4 separate regions of the Mus musculus genome follow, and regions 2, 3 and 4 are each linked to region 1. Evidence: chromatin contacts called from public promoter capture Hi-C data. All regions are on one chromosome and are shown on one strand. The core of a region is the stretch at or near the end of the contact, and the rest is flanking DNA. Distances in the headings are between cores, read along the strand shown.

Region 1 (5,220 bases), core at 2,116-4,615:
GCCTAAGGGTACAGGAGACTAAGGATGGACAGAGCCTTGGCACAGCCTGGAGCATGCAGTCCTGCTTGGAGACCTTGTCCAAAATTGTGTGAACCCGGAGTTTGGAAGCTCGAGTTTGTGTCGCTGTGGCCCACGCAAGGCATCTCGGAAGCATTGGGAAATGACTTATTAGATTTCACAGGACAAAGTTCCTCCTGTCACATCAGAAAACACCAGATAGCAAGGACCACACTCCGAGAGGAAAGTCCTGGCCTTCCTGCAAGTGGAAACAGGTGTTGTATCCAACTTACTAATTAAAAAAGTGAATGTTACATTATCTGCCTTGAAATCATGTCCTATCATCACACACTTAAAATTACATGGCTAATAATGTAATGGTAATTTCTTATGAGTAAATGCCTCAAGAAACTTATATTATAGCCCTGTGTCATACACAAGCTCTAAGCAGCGCAGCAAAGACAGTAGAAACATCATCCAAAAAGAAAAGAAAAAAAGACAAAGAAAGTGACTGCAAGGCAAGGCGTTTGGCACGGGAGAAGGAAAAGGGATGGAATTGTTACGTTTAGAAAACGTCTTAAGAAACATCTTGGCTATGGAGTAGTGCAAGGGTCGCCGTGCTCGCCCACATCCCCGGGGTATAACCCAGCGGGAAAAGCTTTGATCCAGAAGTTAAAAGTTGCAGAGACAGGTCACGAGAGAGTGGGAGTTGGCTTCTGGCACAGACAGCAGGCACTGGAGTCTGGACCAAGAGAGGTTAGCTTTGAAGGTTCTAGACAAAGGGAAGGCACTGTTCCTTCTTGTGCCGTAGAGGAGAGCAGTCAGAGGACAGATTTAAAATGTGATGTTGAATTCTCGGTATTAAAGAGTAAGGAAAGGAGCTGAGCATGGTGGTGCATGCCTTTAGTCTCAGCACTGGGCAGAGGAGGCAGAGGCAGAGGCAGAGGCAGAGGCAGAGGCAGAGGCAGAGGCAGAGGCAGAGGCAGAGGCAGAGGCAGAGGCAGAGGCAGAGGCAGAGGAGGCAGAGGCATCTCTGTGAGTTCTAAGCCAGCCTGGCCTACATAGTAAAAATTCTTTCATTCAGATAGATGGATGGATAGACAGATATGAGAGAGAGAGAGAGAGAGAGAGAGAGAGAGAGAGAGAGAGAGAGAGAGAGAGAGAGAGATCTGAGAGCATGTGTCAGAAAACAAGTAAATTCATATCTGTTTCCAAGTAATGAAGCTGGCCCAAGGCTTGTATAGGTTTGCAGATTGATACAAGTTCCTCAGAGACAGAAATATGTTAGGCCTGAGTTCAATACTCAACACTACAGAAAACAATTAGGAATTAAATGTATCTTCTCAATATACTACATGGGCTTAAAAACTGAAAAGTGCAAAAAACCAAAAAAACAAAAAGCTGGGCGGTGGTGGCGCACGCCTTTAATCCCAGCACTTGGGAGGCAGAGGCAGGTGGATTTCTGAGTTTGAGGCCAGCCTGGTCTATAAAGTGAGTTTCAGGACAGCCAGGGCTACACAGAGAAACCCTGTCTCGAAAAACAAAAACAAAAAACAAAAACAAAAGCAAGAGGGAAGCAGGTCTTGGAAGTGAACATCCTGGTAGAAACTGAAGAAGTAGTAGGTGGTAAGAAATGGGAAAGGGACTCATGATATTTCATCATGAATAATAATAAGTTAATACACAGAGGGCTCTGTGTCAAACATTGTGCTAAGCGTCTAAGTGTCTGAACACATCATGTCATTAAGCTCGTGTAGAAGTTCAGTTCTTTTTCTTAGTGTTCTCATTCTCTCTCTCTCTCTCTCTCTCTCTCTCTCTCTGTCACACACACACACACACACACACACACACACACGTAACCTTAAGGAATCATCTAGTTGATACAAACCAAACTCTTGAGAAGGCAAAACACGGCCCACGAAAATGCACGAGGAGAGGGCCACGGCCTGCTGTGGAGAACCAAGGGGATGTAGAGAAAAGAGTGACGCCGGAACATTGAAAGGAGGGGGAGCTGTCACTTGACAGACACCCAATCCAGAGCACAGAACTTCTAGGCAGGAATGGGCCTGGAGAGTGTGCAATAGTAACCCACGAAGGACCTGACATGCCCAGGGTTTGGAGGCCTGAAGGTGTGACCTGGAAAGTCTCAGACTTTTCCTTCCTGCAAGCAGCAGCATCCTAGGTCCAGAAAACAGATCCTCCTGGCCCTGGCCTAGCCACCAAACTAGAACATCTTAGTTTACAGGAACCTAGTTAGGGACATGTACATGTGACAAAATCTGAGTCCTGAACAAGTTTCCCACTATTCACAAGGTCCCTAACCAAGTGTCATTCTCACCGCTGCTCATGACTTTACTTTTCTGAGACCCAAGGCCAGGAGATAACTTGGGAAGAAAATCCAACCTGGGCTCCACTAAAGAAAGGCTCACTCTCCTTACCTGGAAGAAATAAACTCGTGAAACCCACCCACTGGACTGTAACTGATTCTATACTGCACCCTCCTACCCAGACTGGTACTCTGCATCCGAGATCTGGAGGAGGTTGGACAAAATCATTCACTGTCCTTGGCCTCCCTCAAGATGCGTGGCCCATGACACTTTTGTGTATTTGAAATCTTAAAGTCGGAGCTGGAGAGATGGCTCAGCGGTTAAAAGGGCTTACTGTTCTTCCAGAGGTCCTGAGTTCAGTTCCCAGCAACCACATGGTGGCTCACAACCATCTGTAATGGGATCTGATGCCCTCTACTGGTGTGTCTAAGACAGTGACAGTGTATTTACATACATAAAATAAGTAAATCTTTTTTTTTTAAAGAGAGAAAGAGAGAAAAGAAGGAAGGAAGGAAGGAAGGAAGGAAGGAAGGAAGGAAGGAAGGAAAAGAAATCGTAAAGTCTTATGTTCAGGTGAGTGGGAGACCATGAGGGTGGGGGAGAAGGCAGGGGTGGGGTTCTAAGTCTGGAAACGCTGTCTTTTCAGGCTCAAGGCAGCCTGGGAATCCCTGGGGGTTTACTGAAGGGGTGACTTCAAAAGCAGTACAGAGCAGGGACTGGGGGTGTTTGGGGACCACAGATGGTTTTAGCAGCTGGGCATCCCCCAGGCCCTCCCAGGCTCACCTGCTATAGGCATTCCTCTCAGCCCAGAAAAGACACTTCTTTTCCCTCCGTTTGAAAAATGGTTTCAACCCCTTTGCAAGTTCTCCTAAAAGCCCAGAGACCTTGGGAAGGGCCTCCTTAGCTCCCACTGTAGCTGATCCAAACGCACACCCCTTTCCCAAAGCCTGTTCTTGGGCTGGGCTAGCAGGTTCAGACTAGTCTGGGGCGGGGACTTGGGAGTGCCTAGGAGTTGTGAGGGCGGGGACACAGATCCATCTTTTTAAAGTTTTGGACCTGGCCCCGAGGCGACGGTGGCCCTGGGCGGTCTTCGAATTGAACTTAACTTGGATCGCCTCCTGAGAGGCCAGAGGGAGCCATGGGCCGCTACCGCGTCCGTGTGGTCACTGGGGCCTGGCTCTTCTCCGGATCCCTCAACCTAGTGCGTTTGTGGCTGGTTGGGGAGCACCGGGAGGCGAAACTGGAGCTGCAACTGCGGCCAGCGCGGGGCAAGGTCAGTGAGCAAGAACTGGGGCCCTCTACTGTCCAAGCAGAGAGTAGGAGGATGGCAAGGGACAGGAGACTAGGGTCTGTGACAGTAAGACCGCGATGGAGATTTGTAGAGGTGGGACACCGGGAGTGATGTCAACTACGGGCCCCGGGTGGTCTCCTTTCCCACACCCCAGCCCAGGCAGCCCTCTGAGTCCTGCATTCTTAGCCCCAGAGCCGATTTAAATACAGGACTTGAGGTCAGTCGAAGCTCCTCCAAGTTCCGGTGTGGTGGGAGCTCAGTGAACGGGATGAGACAGGCGATGATCGTCATCATCTGCTCAAATCTCTGGTCAGCGCGCTGTAGACGCTGGTCTTCCCTCAGAAATGGGACATCTTAGACCCGCCAGACAGGTTAGGGGTGGAAGAGGGAAGGAGAGCAGGGGCGAGGTGTGTTCTTTGACGGCTGCGGTAAGCTGAGGCTCCACAAAGGGGAGGCTCGGCCACCGAAAGGCTTCTCCCAATCCCTTCTATTAAGTGTGGTCCCCGCAGGAGGAGGAGTTTGACTTCGACGTTCCCGAGGACTTGGGGCCACTGCAGTTTGTGAAACTGCACAAACAGCACACAGTTGTGGATGACGCCTGGTTCTGCAACCTCATCACAGTTCAGGGGCCGGGGACAAGTGCAGAGGCCGTGTTTCCCTGCTACCGCTGGGTGCAGGGAGAGGGAATCCTGAGCCTCCCGGAGGGGACAGGTGAGCGGGGCAGCATCCTACCCTGGGGGAGTGGACGAAGAGGGAAAGGGCAGTGCTGGCGGCGAGGGTGTGGAGGAATAGGGCTAAAGAGGAGGAGAGGGAAAGAACTTGGAGAAAGGGTGGGCAGAAACGGAACAGTGAGTTTCTAGGGCGCAAGTGAGGAAATGAGAAGTTATGAATTCCCCAAGTGTTTCCCAGGATAAGTGATGTTGCAAATGAATTAAAGAGGGAAGTAAGAGATCTGGAGACTCTGTTTTCCTAGATAGAAAGAAGGTCATGGAGCCGGGGACACAAATGGAGAAGTAAAGAAAACAGTAGTACTGTGATTCGGAACCCGTGGGGAGAGGGACAGGTGAGGGGCTCAGAGAACAAGAGCTGGTGGCCAATGAGCAACGGGGCCGCGAGGAAGGGCCGCTGGTCGGCTGATTTGATTGGATGGTGGGGACCACCTGGCAGGAGGAGGCATGCGAAAGAGCCCGTAAAACTTCACATTTTTACCATGGGAAACCAGAGAAAGAGAAGTGCAGAGGCAAGTGAAAGCCAGGGTGGTAAGGGCGGGAACACTTGGAGACAGGTGGATTTCACTGAGGCGGCACCCAGGACAAGTCAGTAGCTGTAGAGTGATCAGCTCCAGAGGCGAAGCCAGGAAATGAAAGTACCGCTGAACGTGAACAGATGAAATTTAAGGTGTGAGATTAGCCAAAGCAACAAGTAGCTATAGGTGTGGTGTTGGTGACACCACATTTCATCACCTTAATTAGCGTGATTCTCCCCTCACCCCACCCCCACTTTAGATATTGATGAAATAGATTAGGAGATTGTGAGCTTAAGAAACAGGAAAGCATGGAGGATATGGGATTCTGGTCTGGAAGAGAAAATTGTGGGCTGAAGGAA
Region 2 (4,845 bases), core at 1,315-3,814, 530 kb before region 1:
TGCGTGTAAGCAATGCCAAACAGTCCTGGAAGCAGCCTACGGTTCGGTTCGGTACAGCAGAGGTAGGGATGCACCAACAAGCCCTTCAGATCCTTGTGATCAGGCATCTGTGGGCATAAGTGTGGTCACCTAGCAACTGGCTGTGGTCTGCTTCCTGAGTGTCTGCATCATGGTTCCCTTGAAGTGGGGTCTTAGAACAGAGATGTGAGAGTCAAGAGATCTGCCCAACATTTCTCATCCATGCACTTGGGTGATCCTGAGACATGTGTCATGTCTGTGACTGGTTTTCCTCTGTGAAATGGGGAACTGGCCACCCAGGAAGTGGGAAGATCTGTAATATGCTCAAAGCTCAGTCAAAAATACATCAGTACCGAGTAGCCTTGTGTATAGCGACCTTTTTCTGTGCTTTAGCCCCACAGGAAGCTCCAAGACAACCCTCAGCTTGGTACTCATCAGTGAAGAAAGTTAGGAACAAGAAGGTCTTTGCTATCTCGGGCTCCACCGAGCCAGAAAATGATTATGATGATGTTGAGATTCCAGCAACCACCGAAACCCAGCACTCTAAAACCACACCTTTTTGGCAAGCTGAAGTGGGTTTACACAGCTCGTTTTAGAATACTCTAGAATAGCCGGATTATAACACAAGCACTTCCTAATCCCCAGAGGAAGCCACCTCAGCCATGTGAAAGCTACAGCAGAAGACAGGACAGCTTGATGTTCCCGAGGCTCCAGATGTTTCTGTTGCTCCAGATGTTTCTGCTGCTCCAGATGTTTCTGTTGCTCCAAATATTTCTGCTGCTCCAGATGTTTCTGTTGCTCCAGATGTTTCTGTTGCTCCAGATGCTCCTGTTGCTCCAGATGCTCCTGATGTTTCTGACACTGCAGAAGCTCTACCCCAAGATTCTGAGGATGTGGCCTTGGCACCTTTGTGGAGGAAGTTTCCTTAGTGCAGACCACTGGGCCTGTGAGAACTGACTCATTTCTCAACATTTTCTTTCGTTCCCTGGGTGAATGTAGCTGTAAGGCAGTGACTCTCAACCTTCCTAATGCAGGGATCCTTCAATACAATTCCTTATTTGTGGTGATCCTCAACCATAAAATTATTTTGTTGCTACTTCATACTTGTAATTTTGCTACTGTTACGAATTGTAATGTAAATATCTGATATTCAGGGTATCTGATATTTGACCCCTAAGGGGGTTGAGACCCCTAAGCTGAGAGACTGCTAGGGATCATAGTCTTGGTGTTTGATTGTGTGGAGCCTCCCAGCTCTCAATCCCTATGTAGGCCACACCTTAAGGATGCCTGTCTCCCTTCTCTCAGGCCCCACCCACCCCTGAACCTCCTAGAAGCCATGACTTGTCTTTATAGCTGAGGGCTCTTGTGATGCGCAGACACTTTGAGTCTGTAAGGTGAGAAAGTGACGCTGCCCCACCCACTCACACCTCAACCCCCAGGATATTTATAGAATGTGGACCAAACCCATCAAAGAGTCAAGTTCTGACACAAGTTTATTTCCTGTGTTTTCAGACACCATTTCTAATGATCAACAGAGGACTCAAGTGGCCTTCTGACTTCTGCCCCCAGCTAGCTTTTCTTTGGCAGTGGGTATGTTGGCTGTGCCAGGAAGAGTAGATTGCCCCAGGAAGTGTCCAGCCAGCACCCTCCAGCAGGGTACTCAAGACGAGAGTTCAGAGCTTAATGCCCCTTCTGTAGCTTTCACTATCACATCTTTAGTGGTCATTCCTTACTTTTCCATCCTATCTTTCCTGGGGTGCTGTTGTTTCCTCTTTCCCTCTCAGCATTGCTGAGTGATGTTGCCAATACCACAGGGCTCAGCATCCCCTTTACCCTAGCAACTTCCCAACCACAGGCTCCAGTTCAACCCCTCTTTTCCAGTTCCAGGTTGCAGAGCCCGCAGGACACCTCCATCTGATTATCCCACGGGATCCTCAAATTCAACATATTCCATGGATAACTGATGACACATCCCCACCCCTGACTTCTCGTGCTAGATTACTTCCTCCCTTGCTAAGGGCAGAAGTTAGGTCCTTTCTTGCATCCTTTATTGCCAGTGTCCCCACCTCCTGTTGACTGTGCCTCAGTCAGATCAGCTCTGTCTCCATCACTCTGAGGTCAGTCAGCCCATGGCCAGCACTTCCCAAAGAGAACTTTAAGAACCTCTAACCAGTGTCCTGCCTCTGGTATTTCAGACTCCAAAACACTGATTGGCAGCTGGTGATTTTTGAAAGTGAGCAACCGAATACTTCTTCCCATTGCTAAAAGCTCATCTTTACCTATTAGCCTCAGACAGAGGCCAAACTCTTAAATATGGCTTACAAGATTTGTCAGGATTTTATTACTGGCTAACTTTTCACACACTACCTCCTCCTGGCAACCTCCATGTTCCCCAGTGTTTTTCCTCTACTTGTAAGTACCTTTGCTGTGGTCTCTCTTGTCCCTGCTATACGCAATATTCCTCCCCTCCTTTGCATCTTAGGCACTGTGCTTTCCTCACCGGCCCGATGTGGTGGTGGCCTTTGTAGGTGCTTCCCCTTCATAACTCTTATATCCGGAACGATCTGCTCATGTGACTTTCATTTCCAGTTGAACAAAGGCAACACCAGTGCAGAGACAGGCCTTCTCTTCTTCCTTGTTTTCCCTGTTCCTAGCATGCTGAGGATGGTCAGTAAGTATGCTCAATGATCGAATGAATGAATGGATGAATGAATGAATGAATTCCAGGCCCTAAACTTTCTGTTCTCCCTATACTGGGAGGCCCATGTGTTGATATGTGTTGTCCAGCTAGTGGTTCTATTTTGGGAGGGCCTAGAAACATTAAAAGGTGAGGTCTAACAGGAGGAAGTCGGTAGCCAGGGTGTGTCAAGGGCTGTGTCCTGCCCTGGGGGTTCTCTTGTCTGTTTCTCTCTTTCCTTCTGCTTCCTAGCTACCCTGTGCTGAAGAAACTTCTCCTATGCACTCAGACGGCCTCCGTGTTCTGCCTCACAACGGGCCCAGAAACACAAGCCAGGTAGCCATGAACTGAACTCACTGGAACCACAAGCTGAGATAGACCCTTTCTCAAGCTGTTCTCTCAAATGAGTCCGGGTTGCAGCCATGTGAATATGAGGCTCCTTAAGGGAGAGCTTCTATTTTCCCAGTGTCCATAATAAGCCCCCGCACACAGAAGGCACTTAATAAATATATTTTTGAATGCCAAACACACAGGGAAATATAACAACCAGTTTATTTGCCAGCAAAAAAGTAGAATAAAAGTTTTTGGACATTTATAAATTTGTTGTGAGTTGAGCTAGGCTCATGTACTAAGACTGTGCTTTCTACTGCCAATCTGTGTGACAACATTAACCATATCAAGACGTCATAGGACCTTAGTGTATATTCTAGTCACACAGCAGAGCCCAAGCCAAGTGACCAGCTACATAGTCACTGATTTAAAAGAGTCCAGAAATAAGAAGGTAGGGCCCATCCTGAGCTCACTCCCTGGATAACTATGGTAACCACAATAGTGCTGACATATCATTTTGAAACAGATCATGGATGGCTGCCTCAACAGTTTTGAAAACTCATGCCTCAAATCACAGAACCATAGTTTTCTCCTTTTTAAAAATTATATCTATTTTGTATGTATGGATGTTTTGCCTGCATGCATACCATATGTGTGCAGTGTCTTCAGAAGACAGCGTTAGGTCCCCTGGGACTGGAGCTACAGACAGCTGTGGACCTCCATGTGGCTGGTGGGGATTGAACTCGGAACCTCTGGAAGTCAGTGCTCATAACTGCTGAGTCATCTCTCCAGTACCTCCATGGTGCGCCCTTGGTAATAGTTGCAGTCTGGTCTTCTTTATGAAACAAACAAAATTAAGGGACTGGGGAGATGGCTCCATGGTTAAGAGTTCTTCCTATTCTTCTATAGCTCTTTGGCTTTGTAGGATATACTGGTCTTTCAGGCAGCTACTGGTGTCTGTACAATTCTGGAGTCTTGGGAAGGCCTCTCTCTCTACATGGCTGTGTTGGGCTGTACCTTAGACAGGACACTCTGATATCCATTCCCTGATGCAGCTCCTCTGCCTGGCCTTGAGGATATCTCTGGGGCATCATTGGAAACTGAGGTGGAAGGACTCTTGCCCACAGACACTACACTTCCCATTCATGGGGAATGACACTTTGCAGGCATCCGTGGTGTACCATTTGGTGGCCAGAGCTGTGCCTTGGACCACAGCTTAAACCTCTGCTTGGGTGGCTACAGAGCCCTGAATCATAATACAGGAAACAGAGCTCAGAAACCATTTAACCCCCCAGGGCTTAACCACTCTGGTCTGGGAAGGGTCCCAAGATCTTCAAGATTTCTTCTGTGTTGTATCCCCGTGTCCTAAGCAAGTAGCCGAGTGAACCTCCTATCAGCAGTCCCCTGGCTGGCTCTTCGATGTTTTCTGAACTTGCTTTTTCTTTCTTTACAATATGGATAGACTGAGAATGTTCCGGGCTTTTAAATTCTGCTTCTGTTTTTCTGTTTTTGTTTGTTTGTTTGTTTGTTTTACATTTTCTACAAGCAGTCAAGATAGAGTGCCAAACACACAGGACTTTCCTCTCCATCCGCCAACTGGCCTCATCAATGCTCAGAACCTCCGAAAATGCCAAGACACGAATGGGCTTTATAACGGGCTCGCCCTTCCTCTGCTTTCCAGGCTCCTTGTTTCCCATTTCCAGCTGAGAAGCCACCAGAATACCCTTTGATGTTCCTCTTTCCGCTGCTGTCCTGTCCATTGCCTCTCACGTGGTGTGTGAGATTTCTCCGTAACTCGTCTCTTCTGAGCCCATACAGGG
Region 3 (5,347 bases), core at 1,346-3,845, 590 kb before region 1:
CTTCAAAAATTATGAAATAAGAAAAAAAGGTTACATCTTGTCTTGCCAATTATACACAAAGCTCCTTTTTTTTTTTTTTTTTTTTTGATTTTTCAAGACAGGGTTTCTCTGTAGAGCCCTGGCTGTCCTGGAACTCACTTTGTAGACCAGGCTGGCCTCGAACTCAGAAATCCACCTGCCTCTGCCTCCCAAGTGCTGGGATTAAAGGCATGCGCCACCACTGCCCAACAAATCTACTCTTAATATGCCTTAATATCCTCATGAAAAAAACAAAGAAAATATGTCAAAAAGAAAAAAGATTCGGCACTGCTTCTGAAATGACGGGAAAGCGGACGAAGCAGTTATGTTTTACTGTTGGTCTGGTGCAAAGGAATTTTCCAATAATTTTGTTTTTTAACTCAGCAGGTCTAAAAAATTCAAGTGCGCTTCTAATTAAAGTTGTCAATATGAACTCAACTAAAGAGAACAATTAATTCCGCAAGATGAACTTGTAAGCAGACATTGGCACAAAGAACTCAAACATACCAAATTCTCTCCCCTTTCATGAACTGATAGATACCTTTGTCCATTTACATTAACGTATACTTAAAAATTTTACTTAATCTCATTCCATAGTCTTAAATTTTGAAAAATAGGAAGTAAACCTGCACTGAGAATAGCAAGAACATGAGATTCCTCAAAGCTAATGTTTTCCTCGCTTCTGCGAAGTGCTTAGTCACTTCTGCCTATTTGCAGGGAAGACCATTTCATATATTGAAAGAGGCAGGAAATTAAGAGTCCAGACTCATGTCACCTGAGTTGTCCATGGAAAGCAAAGGAAGGCAGCAGCCAGTTAAGCATACCTACCAGAAGTCAGAGCTTTCTCTGTATTCTGCCTCTGTCTGCAGTAACAAGGAGGGTTTGTAAAGTTTTCCTCCCTGACACCAAATACAAAAGGTGAGAGTTAAAAGAAGGTCCAAAAAACATCCCTGTTTCCTGACAGCCCACCAGAAACACCTCCCTTCTCTTTATTGGAATAGAAACATCGAGCAAGTTAAAGTCTAGGCTGGACATTACCCCTTAGGCAACTAACAAAACCCAAAACTAGAGGCTAACAATCTTTAGAGAACACTTCCCAGAGAGCAGCAAGAGTCTCAAAATCTGATAACATTGTTTCCAGTTCCCCTACCGCAAGAACAAACAGAGGTTTTCACAAAAGATCATTTCAAGAGACTACTCTTGGAAAAGGCCAAGAACCTCCTGAGCCAACCACCACATCCCAACATTCTACTTACAGGTAAAGATGCTAAGCACAAAAGCCAATTAGAAAAGTACACCTGAAAGAACTTTCCCAACTAGATACAGTAAGATCTTGCCAAGGACGGAGCACATTCTTTCCAAACATAACTCCCGGTTGACGACAACAACACCTGAAACAATGTGGTCAAAACTCTGGGGCAGAGCTCAGTCGGTTTAAAGGTCATAAAGGGTTCTAATAACCATCATGGCTTATTTAGAACAAGGCCCTTTTTTTCTTCCAATATGAGCATTATTAAGACAGTCTGTCCTGCACGTCTAAGTCTTGGCTACTCAGGAAACTGAGGCAGGATAGCTCAGGAGTTTCAGGTCATCATGGTCCACAAAGTGAGACCCCATCGCTTGAACGGTAGAGACGGAATGGAGAAGACGATTGACTCCTCGATTTCGGCCCACTCGAGCACCTTTTCATCCCTAACACTCTCGAAATAATACTAAACTATCCTTTTACAGATGAACGTTGCCATCTTTATCGCCTGGCCCAAGACTTGCCCATCTTTCTCGATAAAGAGACATGAATCAAGCGCTCTTCGTTCGTCAGAAACTGAGGCCCTAAGAGACTAAGATATGAGCCCGGCCTTACCATGAAGCAACACAACCACTCAAAAGAATGCTACCCAATGCTTAGGATCACAGTTACTTTTACAAGTCCGGTGCAAAGAGCGCTGGAGCGTGGCCTGAGGAGGCGGGAGCGGAGGTGGGGCGAGAGGGCACACGGCCACTACCAAGGCGAGGGCTCGCGTTTTCTTTAAGGAATATAGCACATGCTCTCCATTTCCATCCTCCCCACCCGAGGAACCCACGTGCTGATCCCACCGCACCTTCCTCTCCGCCGGCTCCCTCCCTGCAGCCTCCCCACGCCCTTCCCCGCGGCCGCCCGCGCGCGCCTCCCTCTCCCTCCCCAGCCCGGCTGCCCCAGCACGCGTCGCCCGCGCGCCCCCGCCTCCAGTCCGTGGGTCACCCCCGGGCCCGCGCGCGTGCCCTTCCTGCCCCCAAGGGCCCCCACGACGCTGCGCCGGGCAGGCCGCGCCCGCCATGGTGGGCGCCTCACCGTCAGGCTGGGGAGCCGGGCCCGGCTGCGCCATGGCCAGTGGGCGGCCTCGGAGAACGGGGATGGGCGGGGAAGCGGCGTCCCGGGATGCCGCGGGCTCAGCTGGCGGAGGAGGCGTCGACCGAGCCGCGGCCACCGCCGCCCAGGGAGGAACCGCTAAGGCTGGAGCCGCCGGCGCCGCCACAGCCTCGGGCAGAGACGGACCGGAGCGCCGACCTCCGCCTCCTCATCCTGACAGCGGGAAATAAGCAGTGCGCAGGCGCGGGGGGATGGGACGGCACGTGACGCTGGCCTAAGGGAGGGGCGGGGCCTCAGGAGGGAGGGAGACCAGGGAGGAGGGGTCCGGGGCCTGGGAGCCAGAGGGAGGCTGATGAGAGAGCTATGGGTGTTGGAGACTGGCGGCTGCAAAGACGAAGACTGTGCAAGCTCTTGGCTCCCAGGACACAGACAAAAATATCAAGCTGAGTGAGGAGACCCTGGGTGCACGCGAACCCAGCCGCTACTTTGCCTAGTTGTGTGTCCTTGAGAAAGTCCCTTAACCTCATAACCTTGAAAAGTAGAGCGGCTAAGAAAAGTTTAAATGAGGATATAAAGTAGGAAGAATTGTTATGGCCAGAACTTGGTCTGGTCCCCAGATGTGCAAGCCAATGCACTTTTTCCATTAAGCGACTATGTTTGACTTTAACGTGATCAGCCCAGAGAAGCTGTTGGAGATACAGCCAGACGCAGTGCTTGCATTCTTGACAGGAGAAAGTGCCACCCTTCTGCCTGGGCAAGAGAGCCATACGGAGACTCCAGACTTTCCTTTCCAGCCTCATTCAGACCTTGCTGCCTTCCTAGGGCAAGGGGTCTACACAGTCTGGCACTTCAGGACCAAGTCCACCTGCCTTCCTATGAGCCCAGAATTCCCTCCCTGGGTAGCTGAAGCTGTAGTCTCTCATTTTTCTATAAGACAGGGTGTAAACGTTTCTCAACGTGCCAGAGGGCAGCTGCATTTGGAGGAGGTGGCACAGCACTTACACATTTGAGCTGCTCTGTGTGTTCACAGATCCTTCGTGGTGCAAGACAGGTGAGGAAAGAAGGAAGACAAGCAACAGACCAGGAGCCCAGCCAGGGCTTACGCTCCTCTCACCAGCTTATTCAAGTGCACATACCCCCAAAGGCCAGGGATCTATGCTAGTCTTTTTTTCTCCCTCCTGCAGTCCTGGGGATTTAACCTTAAGCATAGTAGGCAAGCACTCCACTACTCAGCTATAGCAATAGTTCTTGTTCTGTTTTTTTAATTTTGAAACACCCTCTCCCTAAATGGCCCAGGTTAGCCTTGAGTCTGCAATCCTGCTTCATCCTCCTGAGAAGCTGAGATTTCAGGGTTGGACCACTACTAGGTCCTACTTTTTCTTTTTCTTTCTTTCTTTCTTTCTTTCTTTCTTTCTTTTTCTTCTTCATTTATTCTGATTCTAAAAGTTCTAAGCTCAAGTCTGCTCCAGAGTCACTGCAGATGCCTACATTCAAACCATAATAGTCATTAATGGTTTGACTTTAGTCAAAGTAGAAGACTAGGCTCTAGTAAGGTTCACAGTTCTTTGGAATGGTTTATAATTTTAAATAGGTAGTCATCTGTTTGTACTTTTGCCTGAGGTCCCACTAAGATGAAGGGGGGTTATATTTAGACTTTTAAGCAATTAACATCTCCTGGTATGCCTTTGACAGAACAAATGAAGCCTGTTTCCACCCTCCCCCTGGTTTCTAACCTTCCTGAGTGAGCAAATCCTCGCTCAGCAGGGAGACCTTTGGCCCCAGTAGGGCCACTCAGTAATCATCTGTCCTGTTGCAATGACTGAATAGGAAGCAGGAGCCATAAAGATAGCAGATGGCGATGTCCTCCACAGATGGGACTCCTTCCACTGACTGTATACCGTACTTATTGCCATTGGTAATCAGGATTGCAACCCGGTCCTCAAGACCAAGGTCACTCAGAAATGATCACACATCTGGTAGGGACTCTCAGAGGCCCCTATGTCAAAAGTTGGAAAGGCCATTTTGAAATAAGCAAAGAGTACCAGAATTATATACATTTTCATATTCATTTAATTTTTTTTTTTAAGACAGGTTCTCATGTAGCCCAAGCTAACTTTGAATTCCTGATTCTCCTACCTCCCAAATGCTAGGATTACAAATCCAGAACTTTGTGCCTTCTAGGCAAGTGCTCTACCAACTGAGCTATACCCCAGTCCCATTTCATATTTTTTATGTAAACCCTAAGACCCAACAACCAGATGCCATTCCTAGATATGTACTAGAGAAAACTAACGTATGCTCAAAGCCTTCATTAGCTACAGAAGTTGTAATTCTCATTCTGAAGGAAATCAAGAAATAAAACATGAAATAATTACTTGTCAATTAGATTGTATGTGAAAGATAAGACATACACAAGAATATTTACAGCAGTATATTTCATTATACAGCAAATAAATGGCCCACATATTCATCAACAGAGATGATTTTGTTTTGTCTTGTTTGGTTTTAGTTTTGAGACAGCAAAACTGTAGCCCAGGCTGGCCCCAAACTCTCACCCTCCTGAGTATGGTGAGTACAGGTATACACGACTACATCTGACATTTAAATTTGTGTGATGTGTGATATATTTGTGTATATTTGTTCACACGTTTTCGGATACATGTGTGTACTTGTGAAGGTCAGAAGTCTACCTCAAGTACCTTTCTCAGTTTCTCTCCACCTAATTTGTAATAGGGTATCTCTTATTCTATGACAATATCATAGCTGTAAACAATGTATCTTGGTCATATACACCCCACCTCCCCCTTTCCACTCAACCCAGGCACTCCTTTAGGGCTCCCTCCCCACTTTATATCATTTCTCTTCTTTCTTTCTTTCCTTTTTAGTTTACTTTATATGCATAAATGTGCACCAAATGGGTGCCTGGAAGTTAAAGATGGTTGTGAGTTATCATATGGGTGCTGGAAATTGAACCTAGCTCCC
Region 4 (4,669 bases), core at 776-3,275, 600 kb after region 1:
CTTGTGTAGGCCCTGCCTTCACTCACTCACTTCCCCAGATCCCTCCTTGTGAGCAGCTGGTTTACTGGAGCAGATGCTCTGGCCCTGTCCACTTACCTTCCTTTTGGACCAAGGACAGAGCCTAGAAAACTGTGGTTGGAAGCTAGTGGCTGCTTCCCTGTGCTGCCCGGGTGGGATGGTCTATTGGAGCCCAGTTCTGGGGGTGAGGGAGAGTGACTCAGATAAGGGCCCTGGGGTTGGGTGGGGAGGTTCCTGCCGAGGCAGGTCCTGGCGGAAGGGTGTGTGAAGGCGCTGGTTGCTGCTGTAGGGAGAGAATACAAATGGGACAATAAAAGACTCCGAAACATGGTTTTAATTGTACAAAATTGTGTTTAGTGTGCATTCTGGTTCCTTGGAGATCTGTAGGGGTCTGTGGGGTTGGCCCTGGGCGTCCCTGCCAGTTAAAGGTGGGTTACTGGCATGGGGGCTCCAGCAAGGGAAGTATTATATGGAGTGGAAGAGTCTGGGGATAGGTAAGGGGAGAAAGAGGGTCTTAGCTCCCCCTGGAGCCTGGGATCACTCTGAGGGAAGGTGCATGGTAAGGGGGCCTCCGGTCTGCAGTGGGAAGAGCTGTAAAAAGAAACATGGGGTCTGGAGGTTAGTCTTCTTGAATCGATTGGGCAGTGTCCTCAACTCTTCGTGGGGGACTGGTCTGACCAGTTTGCAGCAGACAGGGTTAGAGCTTGCCATTCAGCCAGCCTTGCTGGGTACAGCAGGCATGGAATGGGACCCTAGGGTGACTTAAAGAACAAGGTAGTTCTGTTGGGGCATGCTCAGCAGGCGGCTTGCGTGCTGCACGGCTGTTTGCCTCCTGGGGCAGCAGGCCAGGAAGGAGCAACAGGATGGGCTTGGTCTCTCCTTGCCCCCAGGGCTGGGAGAGGAAGATGGGTCACACAAGGGCCAGCCACAAGGAGAAACTGCCATCCAAAAGGCAGAGGTAGGACACATTAGTTGAGATGGAACAGCCACTATCCTGAACTCTGGGCCCTCAGCCTGGTGTAGCTTCTGCTTGGGTGGATTTGGGTTTAACTTGGCACTCTGGCCTCTGTTCCCACCCAGCTCTCAAGGAAGGGGGTCGTGTGGGAAGCATGGAACAGACAGATGGACACAATTAGGCACTCACGTGTAACTGCCAGGCAGGTAGGCTGTCGAATAGTTGGGGGGCTGGTACCCAAAGCCTCTGCTCCCTTGGGTAGTTGTGTACCCTGGCCCCCAGTGTGAGCCACCACATGCCAGGCCACCTCCTTCTTGGCTAAAGGGGACAGACCCGGTGCTCGAGTTTTTGCTCTTACGCCGGGGTCGGTACTTGTAGTCGGGATAGTCGCGGAGGTGGCGGGCACGAAGACGCTTAGCCTCCTCCACGAAGGGTCGCTTCTCTTCATCGCCCAGCAGCTTCCACTGAGCGCCCAAGCGCTTGGAGATCTCAGAGTTGTGCATCTTGGGGTTCTGCTGCGCCATCTGGCGGCGCTGAACAGAGCTCCACACCATGAAGGCGTTCATGGGCCGCTTCACCTTCTCCAGCGGAAGTCCCCCAGACGCTCCAGGGCTCCCGCCGGCCTCCTGCTCCTGGGGTCCTAAAGGCAAAGAGGCCGTGGAAGCCCGAGGATGCAGGCTCCAAGTCTCTGCTTGTGAGGAGCTGGTCAGCGCCATGGGTTGGAGGTGAAGCCTCTTTGAGAGGGCGTCTTGAATGCCCTTCTCCCAGAGCGAAGACTGGACTAGGAATATTTGGGTACTTAAGTATCTTCCAGAGCGCTTGAATCCAAACTTTGCTCCCAGCGATCGATTGTCACCTCTGGGAAGCTGAATTTAGAATCCTTGTCTGGAGCCCTTTACCGGAGAGGTAGTGTTCTCTCAGGTCTACCAGTCGCTCTTTCTACCCTCTGCTTCAGCGAGACAGGGTTCTTCTGTTGAAACTGCAGTTTCAAGCGTGCAGCTCTTGGTCTCCACAAAGTCCCAACAGCTGCCAGGAGTGCACCCAGGTGCTACAGGCCTTTCCCACCTGTACTCAGCCTCTAAAAGGCTGACTCCTCCCCAGACCCCTCCCAGTGGCTGTGCGGTTCTCTCCACCCCTCTTCTTTCTGCAAACCCAGGCGTCTTGTTCTTCCCAGTCCTTACACCTCCCCCTAGGGCACCACACCCCCCTAACGTTCCACCGGAGGCCTGGACGGCAGGCCTAAAAATTGTCTCAATTCTCAAGCACCAGCAATTTAAAGTAACTTCCTTCCCAAGAAGGGGAACCAAAGGCTCCCAGGGTCGATCAAACCCGGAGAATTTAAGAAGCTCTCACTCCCTATCAAAGCCTTTTCCGGTGTCTGTTGCTCCTTAAACCCCTGATCTGCCCCAGGGGAAAGAAACTCAAGGCCATTTTTGTTTTCTTAGTCATTCCAGCAGGTGCTAGGCAGATGAAAACATTCAAAGCCACTTCCAGTCCTGAGGTTCCCCATTGCCACTGAGTATTGCAAGTTTCATCTTTAAGCCCAAACCATGGACATGCCTCTGGGCCTGCAGATACACTTTTTAAAAATCTTCCTATTTTTTAAAAGGTTATGGATGGGGTGGGGCACAAGTGTCACCACTTTGTATATAGAGGTCAGAGGATAACTTTCACAAGTCCGTTCTCTTTCCCAGGTCAAGGTGGAGAGGTGGTAGTGGCTATCTCCGTGACTGATCTCAGGGGGCACCTAACCTTCTGAGCTATGGTTTTTGTTTTTTTTTTTTTTTTGTTTTTTGAGACAGGGTTTCTCTGTGTAGCCCTGGCTGTCCTTGAACTCAGAAATCTACCTAAGTGCTGAGCTGTTTCTTTACCCCTTTGATCCCTTTTTTCTTTTTTTTTTAAAGTGTAATTATTTGAGACAGGGAGTGCAGCATATAGCCCTGATTGGCCTGAACTCCTTGCTCCTTGTGTAGACTAGGCTGGACTTGATCAAGATCCATCTACCTCTGCCTCCTGGGTACCGGAATTTTTTTTTTCTTTCTTTCTTTAGTCTAATAATCCTGTCTTGCCCTTGAACTCACTCGATCCACCTGCCTCTATCTCGGACTAGAGTTCTGGGATTAAAGGCGTGTGCCCAGTACTGCCCAGCAGTTACATAGTTAAGAATCCCGATTTCCTCCATTCTAAGGTTTCTGGGAGAAAGCATTCAGCACACCCTCCTGAGGATCACGTTCAGTTCACCACAGTGCAGTGCACTGTACCTAGCTCTGGCGCTTCCCAATTCCGATAGTCACTACTCTTTACCCTTGAGGCCCCTAAAAGCTGAGGTCAGTGACATGGATTCTAGAGCTAGAGTGACACCAGGCCAGAAATACAACCTGCCCTCCTGAGTTCTAGAGGCTATGGTGAGGAAACCCTATTTTCCTCTCTGCTGAAGGCCCAGCCTGTGCCCCAGGCCCCAGATAATCGGATTAAACAGCCTGCTCAGACTCTCAGCTTCTACCAGGAACAGCTCCAGCTTCACGGAGCCTGGCCTATCCTCCTGTGACTCAGGGCTCAGGAGTGGCCCAACTCTCAACAACCAAGGGAGGGAAGAAACAGCAAGGTCTGAAGCACGGTCCTCTGGCCACGGAGAATTAAGGATGCAGCCATTCCCAGAATATCATCTTCCTGACACAGAACGAGGAGCTGATAATAAAGGCTATAGAACGAGAGCCAGGGACCAATGCCGGTCAGCCCTAGAGATTTAAACAGCCCAGACTGGGGACAAAGGCAACATGGGAAACACAAGGCCATTTGGATTTTTTTATTCTCTTTTTAAATACTGTACAGTGAAAAATAAATACGCCTTCTCATCCACCAGACAAGGTTATTTCCTCCCAACTCCCCTGGGAGACCTTGTCACCCCCCTTCATACATACCCCTGGTTCTATTCCAAAACCTTCCCCATGCCTCCCACCCACGAATACCCTCACTATCCCCGTCTTCCACAGTGATGAGGCCCCAGAAATGGGGGGTACAGGATGGGAGGAGGGATAGCAGGGGAGCCCCCCTGAACTGTCAAATCTGGGTGGGTCAAGGAGCACCCCCACCAACAGGCGGAGAATGGGGGTGTTCAGAGGTCGGGGCATTAGAGGATAAAGGCACATCCAGTCTGAAAGGGAAGGGGAGGCTCCCTCACCCTGGGGGTAGGGTGGACAAGAGGGAGGGGTATGACCCTGTTACACACCCCTCCACTAGCTCCTGGAGGTTGGGGGGGACCCAAGCTGCTGTGCCACCCCCCTCCCCCGTAGATAAGAGCAGCTCCAGCGCAGGTCAGTTGGACCCATGAGGGCCATGGTGGTGGGCAGCAAGCGAGATGGAGAAAGGAGGGATGTGGACCGGAGGTTTTATGAAACTCCATTCACCAAACTACCCAACTCCAAGGGGGCAGAGAGCTCCCCATTCTCTGAGGGGCCCTTGGGAAGCTTGCTGACAGAGTCACCCTACAGAGGAAGCAGGAGGAAAACAAAAAGGAAGCAGCTGATGAGTACAGCAGATGCAGGCACGCCTTCCTTCTCACTACAGACACACGTGGAGGCCAGGTCCCTCACCCCCCTGTGCTCAATCACCACCAGCCCTGTCTTCTGTTTGTGCCGGCTCTGCTCTACCCTCAGCTTAGCCTGAACTCCATCACATACAGTCAATTCAACTTTC

Evidence for each region. Promoter capture Hi-C pulls out the DNA fragments that hold promoters and counts their contacts. Capture Hi-C pulls out chosen DNA fragments and counts their contacts.
Region 2: a promoter capture Hi-C map of hematopoietic stem and progenitor cells shows a contact between it and region 1, with 3 times the contacts expected there. The contact joins the enhancer-like site here to the promoter of Alox12 in region 1. A contact is called at or near these places in 7 of 39 promoter capture datasets (cranial neural crest, frontonasal cranial neural crest, hematopoietic stem and progenitor cells and 3 more), 1 of 15 datasets of contacts at CTCF or cohesin (large pre-B cells) and 1 of 115 datasets of contacts at active chromatin or transcription factors (T-cell acute lymphoblastic leukemia).
Region 3: a contact with region 1 is called in a promoter capture Hi-C map of liver, with 2.6 times the contacts expected there. The contact joins the promoter of Rabep1 here to the promoter of Alox12 in region 1. A contact is called at or near these places in 5 of 39 promoter capture datasets (embryonic stem cells, hippocampal neurons, liver and 1 more), 2 of 115 datasets of contacts at active chromatin or transcription factors (bone marrow-derived macrophages and pancreatic cancer cells) and 1 of 9 other capture datasets (liver).
Region 4: a promoter capture Hi-C map of liver shows a contact between it and region 1, with 2.9 times the contacts expected there. The contact joins the promoter of Sox15 here to the promoter of Alox12 in region 1. A contact is called at or near these places in 1 of 39 promoter capture datasets (neutrophils) and 1 of 9 other capture datasets (liver).

Annotation. Positions count from the first base shown.
Region 1 is chr11:70,253,515-70,258,734 of GRCm38.p6, reverse strand. Alox12 (arachidonate 12-lipoxygenase) reads left to right here and starts at 3,365. Exons shown (of 14, transcript NM_007440.5): 1 at 3,365-3,597; 2 at 4,125-4,326. The coding sequence starts at 3,463. All of the region lies in intron 2 of Gm40191 (a long non-coding RNA gene), which reads right to left.
Region 2 is chr11:70,787,205-70,792,049 of GRCm38.p6, reverse strand. It overlaps Scimp (SLP adaptor and CSK interacting membrane protein), which reads left to right. Exons shown (of 5, transcript NM_001045526.2): 5 at 412-1,118. The coding sequence ends at 614. Among named protein-coding and RNA genes, the nearest start is that of Scimp, 23 kb to the left of the region's middle. Within about 2 kb of position 2,564, at least 82 of the 459 cell types and tissues checked have an H3K27ac peak or open chromatin away from gene starts, as enhancers often do. A contact at or near this core is called in hematopoietic stem and progenitor cells, where this site is marked.
Region 3 is chr11:70,842,009-70,847,355 of GRCm38.p6, reverse strand. Rabep1 (rabaptin, RAB GTPase binding effector protein 1) reads right to left here and starts at 2,595. Exons shown (of 18, transcript NM_019400.3): 1 at 2,348-2,595. The coding sequence starts at 2,381.
Region 4 is chr11:69,652,393-69,657,061 of GRCm38.p6, reverse strand. Sox15 (SRY (sex determining region Y)-box 15) reads right to left here and starts at 2,025. Exons shown (of 2, transcript NM_009235.2): 1 at 1,163-2,025; 2 at 335-609. The coding sequence starts at 1,689. The coding sequence ends at 441. Fxr2 (fragile X mental retardation, autosomal homolog 2) reads right to left here. Exons shown (of 17, transcript NM_011814.2): 17 at 3,765-4,458. The coding sequence ends at 4,363. It overlaps Mpdu1 (mannose-P-dolichol utilization defect 1), which reads left to right. Exons shown (of 7, transcript NM_011900.4): 7 at 1-365.